Regions from separate parts of the Mus musculus genome. Here region 1 is linked to region 2. Evidence: chromatin contacts called from public Hi-C data. All regions are on one chromosome and are shown on one strand. The core of a region is the stretch at or near the end of the contact, and the rest is flanking DNA. Distances in the headings are between cores, read along the strand shown. Region 1 has its middle 150 kb from the start of Gm39450. Region 2 has its middle 34 kb from the start of Gm31559.

Region 1 (7,562 bases), core at 591-3,090, 1.1 Mb after region 2:
ACAGTGTCATGTGTACACCACTCTATAGTGTCAGGTGTATACTAGTCTACAGTGTCAGGTGTTCACCACTCTACAGTGTCAGGTGTTCACCACTCTACAGTGTCAGGTGTTCACCACTCTATAGTGTCAGGTGTATACTAGTCTACAGTGTCAGGTGTTCACCACTCTATAGTGTCAGGTGTATACTAGTCTACAGTGACAGGTGTTTACCACTCTACAGTGTCAGGTGGACACAACTCTACAGTATGAGGTATACAGCACTTTACAGTGTCAGGTGGACACAACTCTACAGTGCCAAAACTTCAGAGTGTCAGTGTATAACCCCTTACATGGTTCTCCTTAGAACCATGCCATATTTTTCTATGTCATTAGCAACTCTTTGATCATTTAAATAACATCATCTTCCTAATATTGAACTTTTCAAATTTTGCAAAATTATACTGCTGTAAATAATTCTATATTTTAACATTTATGTATGAATCATTTTCTGATCTAAATTATACCCATCCTTACACATAATTTTTGCAATAAGAATAACACCATTTTTGCTACCTCATAAGACTGAATTTTACTTATTACTTAAAAAGAACATTTTATAAATAGCTGCTTACACCAGCAAACAAGGGAAGACACTAGTAATGTATTGAATTATGTGATGAGAACCTGTTTCTCTCAACTCCCTGAAAACCAAATTGCATTCACTAAAATCTTTTCTGTAGGTGTGCGTGTGCACATGTTTTTGTACTCATGGAGGCTATGCTTGTGGGTGGGTGTTCACATGTGTAAGTCTGAGGTCATCCACAGCTATCAGTCCTCAAGAACTTTCCACCCTGTTTTCTGAGCCATAGTCTCTTAGTAGTATATAGAGCTTGTTGACTTAGCTAGGCCTACAGGCTCAGAGGACTCGGGATCCGCCCATCTCCACTTCTGCATCCTGAGATTATAAGCACATACCGCCACACTGGGGATTTTATGTGCACTCTGCGGCTCAATCTTAGATTTGTGTGCTCATATCCTGAGCCCTCCCACCAGGCCTTCAATGTAAATTCTTCCAAGATAGGGTCTTTTCCTTGGTTTAGGGCCATGTACTGATAATCTAATAGCCCATCTGTTTTGCTTCAGCTTTCCACAAGGAATTTTTCCCATGCTCTTAGCCAATGCACTGCCAAGAATAGGTCTCTCTCTATTCTCCCTCCTCATCTTACTTTGCACAGTATAAACACACGCAGCGTTGTCTTTTCCAAACCCACAATGTATGTTCTCCTTTTTAGGTGCTACTTGGTTGTTCAGCTTTGTGGAACCTGTGGAAACCCTGACAACTTTTTCCTTTCCTTGTGATGTTTTCCCCTCGGTGTCCTTTATTCTAGCATGTCCTAGGATATTGTCTTCTACTATATCCTCAACTAAACATGCATAATTTTCATATACAGATGGATGGCTTGAGAGAAACAAGCCATTGTGTATTTCTAGCCAGACATGCTTTTAAATGAAAACATAAAAGCATTTTAAAAAGTAGTTTTGCTGGCCATCTCTACAAATTCACCCCACAGAAACTAACTTATTTAGTGTGCATATGTGCTGTATGCTCTCAAGTCTGTGAGTTCGAATTCTACGCATCCAAGGAAGCCATGGACCACTATTGGGTACCCTTTTTCTATCGCTCTTTGCCTGATCCAACTGAGAGAAGGTCTTTCGCTGACTCTGGAGCTCAGCTAAAAGCCACAAGCCACAGTGATCCGTCTGTCTCAACCTCCACAGAACTAAGGGTATAAGCAGGGGCAGGGCGATATGCTTGCTCTTTAGATGTGTTCCAGGCATGAACTCATTTCCTTGTGCTTGTGCAACAAGCATTCTTACCTGCTGAGTCATCTCCCTTGCTGCTGAAATGCACTTTGGAGCTTGACCTATATCCTGAGAACTGTCTTTTCCTAGAAATGTATTCAGCTACATCCAGAGATCTATCATCCATTCCTAACACACTACCAGCCTCACTGTAAGTACTTAAAATGTGTATTTCACGGACATCTATCTACTGCATTAGATCAAGATCTCTTAAGATTCCATGATTCAGTGGAGACTACATTCACATCTTTCATCCAGTCAGTGTTCCAGTACCTACTTAGTCATGCACTCAACAATGACTTAACTAAAAACTGCACTGCATTAAGAACCAAACAGCTCTAGAGCAGGGGGTGTCAACCTCTGGATTGTGACGCCTTTGGAGGTCAAATGACCCTTTCACAGAGGTCACATGTCATAAATCCTGCATATCAGATATTTATTTATTCACCACAGTAGCAAAGTTACAGTTATGAATAAGCAATGAAATAATTTTATGATTAGGGATCACCACAACATGAGGAAATTTATTAAAGGGTCATAGCACTAGGACCAATTTAGGTTGAGAACCACTGGTCTAGCGAGAATAAACATTCTTTGCCCTTAGGAACATTACTAACCATTAACCATAATGAGTAAACCAAAAAATGAATTAGATGCTAGGACAGAAGGAAGACAAGACCAGGAATCTAAACAAAAGGCACTTAATAAAGGCAGGCAGAACCTGCTCAGAGAAGGAGGAGCCATGTCAAGACACCAGTAGGAGACTCTTGGTGGATTCTTTTTGCTGGTTTTGTTTTGTTTTGGTCTTCTGTATCTATTCCAGGCTGGTCTTGAACCTGCTATGCATTGAGGATAACCCTGAACTTCTAGTCTTCCCCCGTTCACCTCTGGAAAACTGGGATCACATGCACCACCTGCTGTGATGGAGAGCAAACTCAGGGCTTTGTGCATATGAGGCAAGCCGTCTCCCAACTGATATCTACCCTTAGACACTCTTGGTGTACACGTGGGAGGCCCTTAGCTCCTTCTTTGATCAGAAAGGACTCCTTACTGTTGTGAATAAAGGGTAGTATTCTAAATCTGTGTGCTTTTCTTCACTTCCACAAGAGTATTTGACTATGACAATAAGCACTTTACCATGAGTAGAGGTAAGGCAGCAAGGGAGCCACTGTTCAAGAGATCTCTGTTTTAATCTATGGAGGACTCAACTGAGTTCAGAAACTGTCTTTTCCCCAATGCAATTTCTATCTATGTAGCTGTGAGAGAAGTCCTTGTCATTCTGCTTGTTTGCACATCTACGTGAGCAAATGTAATTTCCTTGAGCTGGTGCATGTTAACTGAATTGGTGAGAAAAGAAGGGAAGTAATTATTCCAACCTAAGTAGATAACAGGACAAAAGGAGCCTGGACCTAGTTGTTTGTCCTTTGGCCCACATTCTTCCCAGGAGTCAAGACTTATGCAACTGTTTGCCTTAGGTGAGGAAAGAAATGTTGTTCACACACACTTTATAGACAGATCTCTGGGTACAAGCATTTTCTCTTGATCAGGGACTGTAGAATGTAACAGTAGTTTTGCATACAGTCCTCTGTAAGTGTAGAGGATAACAAGCAATTACCAGAAAGAGCAGGAAAGTCAACAGAAATGAGATCTGACCTCCCTTCTTTGCTGCTCACTTTCAATACTCTCTTCCTATATTCACACAAGTCCTCATTTTACCAATATTAGTGGAATGCAGAACTTGTTCTGACTCTAGTCCCTGCAGAAGACATGTTGTGCAACTAGGAGCAAAGTGTGTGACCATCATTTTATCCAATCCTGTCTGGCATTCACTATCAGCGGTATTGAAGGTTCTAGATGGTATCCTGACATTCCATGGCCTCTTAGTTATTTTTCCAATGCTGTGATAACATTCTCAGACAGAAGCAACTTAAAGGACAAAGAGCTCTAACTGAGAGCTCCAGGCTAAAGGTCATCACAATGGGGAAATTGGAGCAGCAGGTGCTTCATAGAGCTGGCCACATTGCATCTCTGACAAGAAGCAGAGAGGGATATATTCTTGCATGTACTTGATCCACTTTATTTCATACACTCCAGGATATTCTGCCCAGAGAATAGCCTTCCCCACAATAAAGATAATCTATCTACCTCAATTAAGGTAATAAAGATACCCACATAGGTGTGGCCATGTCCAGGCGATTCTGCATTCTGTCAAGTAGATAACACTACCTACAACACAAAGGCATCCTCAGTAGACTAGATCCGTTAGTAAGGTTTGATTTGCACTCTTCAGTTTCCTCATGTAGCCATGTCTTCTGTCACCATTCTGGACTGTTCAATATGTCAACTAATGTCATTTAAGGATGTCCAACCTCTTCTGAAATCACCCACAGTTAATGCTGGTTGCCTACAACCAAGACCCCATCCACATAATGTCCCATGATTAATCCTCCTTTCCAATGACAATTTCCCTCCCTACTAGTAATGTATACGCTTCTCTTACTGTGTCCAGGTGGCTTTATGTCAATTGACTTCTTTACTCTGATGAAGTCCTTAAAAACAGCTATCCTCCATTTCATTTCCTATCTAACCTCAGTCTATAACACAGTTCCTGATTTGTACAGACACTTCCACAGGTATGTGAAAGTGAATGGGACCATTACAATCCCTTTATTGTTTTTCAGATAGGTAATTCACATCACCTTTTTAGGTTGAAATGGACATCCTCTTTCATACTATCCTGGGAGAGCTTCTGCTATTTGCTTAGAAGGTTTTTATTTCCTCTTTTCCTATTACCCTTAGTGCAAGCCGAGTCTTTGTTAAATGTGGGTTAGTCTCCAGTGACTAAACTACTGATGAACATGAGCACAGCTAATGAGCAGAACAGCCCTGACTAGATATCATGACCAGCCATTGAACAGCCCCCTCACCCTTTGTCCTCTCAAATAGCATTACAAGTGATATAGCAGTTCCAATTTTGCTCAGTAGGGTTTATGGTATCACTGTGGCCCACATAAAGTATTGTATCTAGTTGCCTGGTAGAAGCAAGAAGACCCTAGAGGGGTAAGATGGTTTTTATACTCAACTTTAGAGAAGTTATTGGACTGGTAAGACTATGTCACCACCACCATGGCTGTATCAGGGTGACTGCTGTATCCTACCTGTGATGTGCTGTCACATCTCAGCATGTCTGGGGTATAAAAGTCAATGTCTGCTTGTGGCATCCCTTCTTTGATGGTTAACACTGACTGTCAACCTGACAGGATCCAGATACACTGAAAAGACAAGCCCCTGGGCATGTCTGCAAAGGATTATCCACATTGGATTAACTGAGGTGGGAAGACTCATCCCAAGTGTGGGCAGACATTCCTACCCACTGTGGGCGGAGTTCTGGAGTGAATTAAAAGCGGAAAACTAGTTGAGCACAGGCTTTCATATCTCTCTGCTTCCTAATTGTGGATGCAACTGTGACCAGTTGCTTCACGTTCATGCTGCCATGACTTCCCTGCTATATATGGGCTGTGTCTCCTGAAATCAGAAGCCAAAACAAAGCCTTAACATCATCTGGTATCTCATTGTAGCAACCAGATAGAAACTTACATACATCCTTACACATTGGAATATCAACTCCCAGGATCTTCTCCCTAATCATTGGCCTACAGAAAGATGCTTCAGGTAGTCATGAAGTGAATGTGTGTCTTGCTGTGAGCCTCAGACGTCGGGAGTTTTAAGAAAGACAATTAACTTGTTACTTTTACATTCCTTTAGAGCTAAGGTTCTCTGCCTGGCCTGTTGAATGGTATTTGTCCAGGTGGCAGCATGGCAGCATCCTAGAAAGACAAGCTACAGCTAAAGGAGCAGGACTTGAGGGTCTGGGGAGATAGCTCAGTCAGTGAAGGGCATGTTGTGCAAGCATTAAGACCCGAGTTCAGATCCTCAGCACCCATTACAGAGCCAGATAAGGCAGCACACAGTTGAAATCTTAAGGCTGAGGAGAAAAACACAGGAGCATTCCTGGTGCTTGCTGGCCAGCAAGTTTACCAGAATAAGTGAATTCAAGATTAAATGAGAACCTATGTCTCAAAATCTAAGGTGTAAGGGGATCAACAAAGACAGAGATGTTGATCTCTGACCACTGTTTGTTCACACTCACACACACACACACACACACACACACACACACACACACACACACACACACACTAGTACATACACATGAATAGAAGACAGCAGAGATGCGTTTGTTTGACTGGTTTCACCTCCTTCCTGTGTGTCACTGAGTAAGTCGCAGCACTTCCTTCTACATCAGTTTTCTCTCTTCCCCAGTGGCTGCAGCACTGGCTGGAAATAAAGGCGCTTCTGTATAGCCAATAGTATACTCAATGAGTGGCCACTGAGGTGAATGTGGCCAACCTCATGGTGCTTGCTGTCAGACATTTTTATTTTCATCCCCCATTTTACTGAGGGGAAAACTGAGGCTTCAGGGTGCTGAACAAACTAACTCAAATCTCCCAGCCAGCAGTGGCCTCACCCTAGATCACATTTAATCTGTTCTCCTTCTCAAGGCCACTTACTCCCACACAAGGCTCCCTTGCCTGATGCAAGCCTCGTGATTCTCTGGGTGTTTTCTGCCCCCACAGATGGATGTGTTCACAGCTCCAGGATAATGAAGTTGCCTTTTAGCCTGTCAGTTCATTATTCACTCAGCCAATCACACCCTTAACCCCCTGTCATTCTCCTATTGGCTCAACCCATCCCTTCCAGTGCTCAAAGCACCACAATGCAGCCCTGCATGGAAGACGGTGGGACTTTCCAGTTTATTTCTCTGGGAAGCCTTAAGCTCTTAATAAATGACCATTTCAGAAACACAATTTCAGAGATCTCTTGGAGGGCTATAATGGAAGACGATATTGTCACTAGTGGGGACAGAAATGCTGACCATATTTGTTTCTCTGTCTGCTTGTTTTCCCTTCAGGTACCACATAAAAGCATTAACAAAAATAGTTAAGCCTTAAGCCATGTCAGGATCTCCTGAAGGGCAGCCCAATCCTGTCACTCTCTGCTGCGGCCATTCTTAAGGCAAAAATGCCAACTGCAGTAACTCAAGGGCGGCCTCCTAATGGCCTGCTCTGCTGCTAAATGTCTCATTTTATGTGATATATAATGGTACCAGGGCATCCATCTGGTGTCACTGGCTACAAACACACCTGTGTTGCTACTGATCTTTCGAGAAACAACCACCTCAGCCCACACATTGTACTAGCTCCCAATTCTTCACCTTGTATCATTTTTATTTTTACATAGCTTCTTTTAAAAGATTTACTTCTGTGTGTACGTGCTCTTGTGTGAGCCTTATGTGCATGTAGGAACCACAGTGAGAAGAAGAGGGTGCTGATATGGCAGTTGGGGACTGAACACGGGTCCTCTTCAAGAGCAGTAAACACTTTTAACCACTGAGCCTACTCTCCAGCCTTTGTATGATTCCTGTCTTGTTAGGGGACTTTTGTATAGATCCAGCCCCTTAGGGTATGGACTTGTGTTATTGTTCAAACACAAGTCATCATGAGCAAGCTCATGTGTAGTGGATGAAAAAAACTCCAGAATGCTCAAACCGGAGAGCATGGAAAACATGGTTTTAGGAATTAAATATTTAATTGCTTAATGGCTCTGAATTTCACATTCATTTTAAATTAAAATTTAAGATACATCCATAAACTGATCAT
Region 2 (7,166 bases), core at 1,157-3,656:
CATTTAAGCATTATATACTTTAATATATGTTCTTATAAAAAATGATTAAATTGAATGTTTAATGGGATTACTAACTGGCTCCTTTTAATTTCCAACCAAGAATCCATATCTCTTGGAGTTCATCCTAGGTTTTATGGATAGGAAGGAATTTATAGGGTAAAAGGAATTATTAGGAAGTTGTAGAAATAAAGGTTGACAGAAGTTTTGAGATATCCCAAATCGGAGGAGTCGCAGCAAAGCCATCTGCAGGTGCCTGCATAACCTGTGACACCAACCTGAGAAACTCCTTGTAGGGCGTTGGAGGGGACATGCAGCCCTGCCACCAGAAGACAATAGCCTTTCGTTTCCACCTGGAGTTAAAGGTCACGGAAGTGCCTCTAACGGGAAGAGTCTAATTAGATCACGCCGACAAGAAATAGTTTCCAGTGTTTATGCCTTGGCGGGATGTGGGAAAGCTCAGAAGAGAGTTACGGCTTTTAGGAATCAATGAACGGCACCCCTCTCCCAGGCCCAAGCTCCGCATGCAAGCACTGTGGGCATTCCCTGAGAGTAGATCCACCTGCCCATCATTTTAGGAGCTCATCCACTCATCCGTCCGTACACTTGCTCATTCTGCAAACACTGCATTACCATCCCATGCTTGCAGAATACTAGCATATGCAAAGTGTCAGGCCCTGTCGTCAAGTGCAGAAACACAACAAAAGGAGCCTGCGAGGCTCAGCGTGTAAGGGAGCTTGCAGAGCAGTCTGGGGGCCTGGATTCCATCCCTGGAGCTCACCCAGAAGAAGGAAACAACCAACCAGCAATTGCCTTCGGATCTCCACATGCGTGTCTCCTCACCAGATAAATACAATTTAAAACACTCCATAATTTAAGATGGTAAAGACGTATACAGCTGTTATATATTTAAGTAAACACTAAGATGTTGAGTCATTGGGATAACGTAGTTCTATAATCCCAGCCCTTGGAAGATGGAAGCAGGAGGATCAGGAGTTCAAGGCCACCCTCAGTTATATAGTGAGCCCAGGGCCTGCCTGGGCTACTTGAGACCATGTGTTAATAAAATAAAATAATTACGTGGAAAGAAACCTAAAGTATCACATATTCCATACAGCATTTCATTGCTGATTCTGTTCCTCTCCAGTCGAAGTTGCTGCACTGCAGTGGGATTTAGCCTTTGTAGAACACACAGCACACATCTCTGTTCGCAAGCATTTTAGACCTTGATTGACGGGACCGTGGGAATCATTTTGTGGCTAATTTTTGCATCTCTAGTCTTTAGCACAGTGACAGTTTCTTGTTTAATTTTCAGTGACTATTCTAGAACAACGCATGATAATTAAAGCCCTTAGCAGGATCTATCAGAGATTTTTACGTTAGAGAGCCCATGATCTATTGAGGAAGATTCATCAGCCAGTGGTATAACACAATGAATTTCATGGTATAATATGTACAGGCGATAACAAGGGGCAATCACATCCTGTAGGCTAGCTCTGGGGAAGGCTCCTGAGGAGCAGAGATAGCGGGAATGCACCTTGAAGGGTCAAGGAGAATTTACCCAGAGATGGGAGTGGAGGACACAGCCAGCTGCAGAAACAGACTTTAAATATAGACAGAGCGCTCAAAGACAACCAGTGCGTGTCAGAGAGCGCCTAGCCCTGGAGTGGTGGAGCCAGAGCCAGAAGAGAAACCTGGGCAGGAAATCTGAGCCAAACTGGAAAGTTTGATATGCTGTGCTAAGAAGGTTGAGTTTTGTTCCTTCTTGGTGGCTTTAAGCAGAGAAATGACAGGATCTGTATTTCTAAAATGCCAGTGGCCGTATACAAAACTGGATTCTCAAGGAAGCAAGTGAGTAGGGGCCACTTGCAAATGCAATGTGCTGAGATAATGGGGAAGTGAGGGGGGGGGTTGTGCTGAAGGAGAGGGAGGGAGGGAGGGATGGAGGGAAGGAGGCAGGGAGGGAGGGAAGGGAGGGAGGGAGGACCACACATCCCTGAGGAACCTTCTAGGTAGGCACAGATAGAATGGGGAGGCAGACTGGAGAGTCTCTGTACACTCACAGTATCAACTCCTTCTTGCAGTTTGGAGTTTGTTTAATTGTTTGTATAATCCAAGGTGGCCTTGAATGTTCATTTATCATTTTTTAAAGGAGAAGCATATGTCTGTCTTTGAATTTGGGACTCTCATTAATCAGTGGAACCATCCCTGCGCGTTCCCTGACTTCTGTCTATGGTCTTTATGGGCGCTCAGACCCCTGCGCTCTCATCACTGAGGAGAACGGCCATTGACTGTCTTCTCAGAGCTCATCTGAATTAACTTTATATCCCTTTGTAAAGGATGAGGCCAGGGTAGAGAAGCAGCCGAGAGGCGGCCTGAGAGGCAGGTCCTCATTGGCTCCTTGTTCTTCCAAGTGAGCAATTTGCCTCTTTAGAGACTCCCAGGCATGAGTCAGAGCTCTTCCCGAATCACAGTTCTCAAGAGAATGTTTCCACATGACCAAAACACAAAACAAACAAAAAGCAAAACAACAAAAGCAACAACAACAACAACAAAAACCTAGAAACAAAAAAGCAAAACCAAAACCTAAAAAATCCAAACCCGAAACAAGAAGCTCAGCAGAGGAGAAACGAACAAACTTCTGTGACAGGAGAGGAAGGGCCAGCAAAACTGTGGTCTTTGACAGCATTTGTGAGCATAGGTCACACAGCGCCACATAAAGCTAGACATAGATGTGTCTGGGAAGAGAGAATCTCGACTGGGGAATTTCTTCCATCACGTGAGTCTGTCTACAGCGCCTTTTATCACTTAGTACTTGTGGTGGCACACGCCTTTAATCCCAGCACTTGGGAGGCAGAGGCAGGCGGATTTCTGAGTTCAAGGTCAGCCTGGTCTACAAAGTGAGTTCCAGGACAGCCAGAGCTACACAGAGAAACTCTGTCTCGAAAATCAAAAACAAAAACAAAACAAAACAACAACAACAAAATCACTTAGTACTTGATGCAAGCGGTCCCAGCTGAGCGTGGGTACAGGACTCCTAGGCAGGTAGACCTGGCCTGTATAAGAAAGATAGCTAAGCATAGGGGAGGCCTGCCAGGGAGCGCTCCTCCATGGTCTCTGCTTCAGTTCCTGCCTCTAGCTCCTGCCTTGACTTCCCTCAGTGACAGACAAAGACTGAAAGCAGAAGATGAAATAAACCATTTCATCCCCAGATTGTTTCCGGTCCCGGTGTTTTTGACAACAGCAGAAAAGCCAGCAAGGACAGCATCAGAACAACTGCTTAAAAATCAACAGAAACGGATCCTTACTTTCATCTCTACTTCTAAAATGCTATAAATTGAAATATGTAAACTTTAAATGTTTAAATAGCCCCGGTAAGATCACCCTATCATTTAAGTAGACAACTGTTGCTTCTTGCCCAACTAGAATTAAGAAGCTCCAAAAATTTCAGAGAGGCAAGAGTCTCTTTCTCCGGTACAAGAAAGAGACATTTAACTGTGGCCTTCCAGCATCTTCCCACTTTGGCTGCTTCTTTGGAAATAAAAATTTTATTCCCCTGATAATTTTGTGCCGAGTGGTGATTGTCAAGACATCGGCCAACAGGTGGCGCTGCAGGTCCGTGTCAACGTAATTACGAGGCGCCTCTGGTTTTGTATAGAAACAGAAAATCCACCTGTCCTCCACAGGAAATCACAGGGTCTCCTGGAATAGCCTAAAAGGCTTCCAATAAATATAAACCCCAAGGATTTATAGCACTTCTTACTGCTTGCCCAGAGTCCTGTGCTAGAGAAAGGACTACCCGAAAAGTTTGACACTTACAGCTGTTTAAATATATAGGAAAGGGGCAACGCGTAGAACTAAAAGTCAACGTTCCAGCCTGGGATTATATAGCATGATTTACAGATGTCGTGATGAAAACCAGGAAGGATGTTACAGACGTTGCAACCATTTGAGTCTCACTGTTCACCGGCCAGATCTGCAGTGCTGAGCTTGAACTTGCTACCCAGCCCAGAATAACCGTATATGCCCGATCCTCCAGACCCCAGTTCCCAAGTGCTAGGATTAAAGGCATGCAACACCGTGCCGGGTTCTAAGTGGTTCTGGAGCTCAAATCCAGGGCTTCTGATATGTTAAGCAAGTATTGTATCTGGTGAGCCACTTCACCAGCCTGCAGAACTGCGGTTCGTAATCAGAGACGAACGGTCCTATTTGATAGTATTCTTAACTATAGTTGAACGCAAGCAAGCTGCCGTTGTTGTAAAAGGAGAAACCAAGATCCAGCAATGGGCAATGCCAAGACTGTTGAGTAGTAGGTCCTAAATCCTAGAGGTCTGGCTCAAACTTAGCTCAGAGATCTGCTTGTCTATGCCTCGTCAGCCCTGGGATTATGAGCGAGTGCCACCATGAACAGCCATTTTTATGTGGGGTGTGAAGATTGAACTCGGGTCCTCCTGCTTGCAAGGCAAATGCTTTCCTGACAGAGCTATCATCTCTCCCGCTGGAGAAACACCTTCTTCCGACACACCCTTTACTTCCTGGACAAGTCACACTACAGAGAACTCCTCTAGAGTTTCTTTGTTCAAGAACAGCCTTTGAAGAGGCGGCTGTTTAAGGCTTCAGCCCACAGAAGAACGGAGGGATAGGCTGAGCTGTAGTGGGGGAAGGGAGGCCAATGCTGTTTCTTCCTGTTGGTCACAGAGGAGGGAGCAGTTTTACACATTCCTGTGGCCCTGACTTCTGAAAGGACTTCTTCAGAGACTGCAACTTGTCCAGATGCACAAAGACCATCTTCACTTGGTCTGGTTTCTAAATTGCTCTTGGTGGGAATGTCTTCCGCAGCTGCTCGAGAAGGCTGAGCCAGCTGAAGACCAGGAGGGAGTGGCTCTTCAGTCATTATCTTCCTTCCAGAAAAAGCGATTTAGGGAATCCTTTAACAATAGAAAACTGGGCAGTTGTGCACAATTCAGTGCTTGGAGGGAGAGGCACAAGTTCAAGGTCACCACTGGCTGCACACAGTTCATAAAATCTACTCCTACCCCAAATCCCCCCAAAAAGGAGAAAAGAGAAATTGAATGCTCTAATAGAGAATTTATTATCTGCTAAACTTTAATCAATAATAGCTAATGCGTTAAATCATCGATTTTTTTTTCAATTTCTTACTACAATCTGGATGACCGGACTGGGTTTGTTTGCTTGTGAGAGGTGTTGGAGAGCTGAAATCCATCCTTGCACACAGTAGGGCAAGTCCTTGCTGAGCTACACCTCTGACCTCTCCAGAGTTTGAAGTTTGTTTTCTGCTGATAAACTCTGAGATTCATACTGGTGAAATTAGTTGTCCAAGGTCACAACTTATAAGGAGCCAGCACATCCCTGCAAGTGACTCAGACCACTGCAGATGGTAGGACCAAGTCCCATCCTCAAATTTGTCTGATTCCTTGCTAGGGTCTTATTTTTGGTGGTATTTGTGTTGGTGTCAGTGTATATGTGTGCCTATGTGTGTGCACATGCCTCGGTGGGGGGTAGGGTGGGAGGATGGAGGGCCTGAGACTGTAGAAGGAGATGATATTTTAAAGTGCTAAGCTCGGGTGTCTTACACTAAAGCCTGGCCCCTTTCGATGGATCATCTTGTTAATGTATTCCCTTTTGGGTAAATCTACTGTGATTTGATGGGGAACTGCATCACATGTTAAATAAAAAGCCTACAGTGTGTAGCCTCATTATGGCAACACAAAGCCTCCTTTCAAAATCAGACATCTGGGCCTCTGCAACCCGAGAGGAGAGTCTGTCCAGCTTCAAAGATGGGGGAGCCTGGCAAGGCAGACGCTTGCAATATGATCCCCTACTTTTGCTGCCCCTCAGAGAATCTCTCCCTTTGTTCCTGAATGGAGGAGTGAAAAATCAGAGCAGTCTCACTTCCCTTTGCCCTGGTTCTGTGCACTCCGGGAAAGTATCGCACAGGTGTGTATTGTAAATGTTTATATTGCCTACGAGGAGAACGGAGACAGCTTTCCAACTAAGATGGGAGTTTGCACTGGGTGATTCAGTTTCATGGTTTTTCCCTGCCTCTTTCCCAGGGAGTACCAGGCAAGAATGTGAACGACGATGTGTCACAGAAAGCCTGCATCCATATCCTAAGAGTTCGAGTGCTGAGTTTTCTCCTGTGGTCACTTGGTGAGCTGTGGGGATGGCTAGCCTTGGCTCAAGGGTGGAGGGTGCCAGGCTATTTGTAGCATCCAGTCTCAGCTTCAAGTTTGGGCAGATTTGGGCAAATAGTATAGAAATGTCTGAATTTAAAACAAAACAAAAGAAAAAAAGAGACAGGAATGACAAACTGTGTGTCTGTCATCAGTCTGTCCGCTTGAAGGCTCAGCTCTGCCATAAGTCGTATGCCTCTGGCGCCATTAGCTGATTGGCCTGCTGGTTCAATGATGTCAGTAGTCCAGGGCTGGTCAGAAATTGAACAGAGGTGAGGGTGATGTCAGAAGCAGGCTCCTTATATCTTTTCTGTCTTTGGTTGCTGCTGAGCTAAAGAAAACGCCCAGCTCTCTGGCAAGCAGAACTTCTAGCCCTCCCCTGACTCAACTGCCCCTTTCTCTCCTACTCCATGCAATAGGAAAACCATCCATTTTCAGCTGTTCCGAGCTTGGGCAGTTAGGGGACCCCACAATAGGAAAAAGAATGTGTCTAATAGGCCAAGTACACACAACCAAAGTCCTGCCACTGCCACCTGGTGCTGGTGGTGGCACTGGCGAGTTCAGAACCCCCTATTTAGTGAGGAGAAGGCCAAACATTTCTCCCCATGTGTTTAATTTCCTTTCTGTATATGGCCATCTAGATAAATTCTGGATCCCAAGATGGGAGTTTCAAAGAGATACTGTGTGTGTCAATGATGTGAAAGCAGAAACGGAGCTGTCTGGAAGAAGAAACAGACGAGTATACACAAGGGAGGAGAGAGGAGGGCCATTAGAAGGAATGCAAGGTAGACATGCTCAAAGTATGTTATATACAGGTATGGAAATGGTCTTATTTTACCCAGTTAAATAAAGCAAACAGTTTTCAAAAGACGGGAGGTTATCACCGTGACATAGGGTATCCAGCTCTCTTGTTTCACTTCTGTAGTGTGCTGAGCTGAGCATCAAAGCCTGACATCATGGATACCAGGCGAGCAT

The links. A called contact is a pair of places that touch in the nucleus more often than the background predicts.
Region 1: a contact with region 2 is called in a Hi-C map of uterus, with 2.4 times the contacts expected there. The contact joins two enhancer-like sites. A contact is called at or near these places in 7 of 484 Hi-C or Micro-C datasets (the N1E-115 cell line, adipose-derived mesenchymal stem cells, cortical neurons and 2 more).

The regions. Positions count from the first base shown.
Region 1 is chr9:117,569,526-117,577,087 of GRCm38.p6, forward strand. It overlaps a transcript of Rbms3 not described here. Among named protein-coding and RNA genes, the nearest start is that of Gm39450, 150 kb to the right of the region's middle. Within about 2 kb of position 1,841, at least 50 of the 459 cell types and tissues checked have an H3K27ac peak or open chromatin away from gene starts, as enhancers often do. A contact at or near this core is called in uterus, where this site is marked.
Region 2 is chr9:116,422,840-116,430,005 of GRCm38.p6, forward strand. No RefSeq gene overlaps it. Among named protein-coding and RNA genes, the nearest start is that of Gm31559, 34 kb to the left of the region's middle. Within about 2 kb of position 2,407, at least 7 of the 459 cell types and tissues checked have an H3K27ac peak or open chromatin away from gene starts, as enhancers often do. A contact at or near this core is called in uterus, where this site is marked.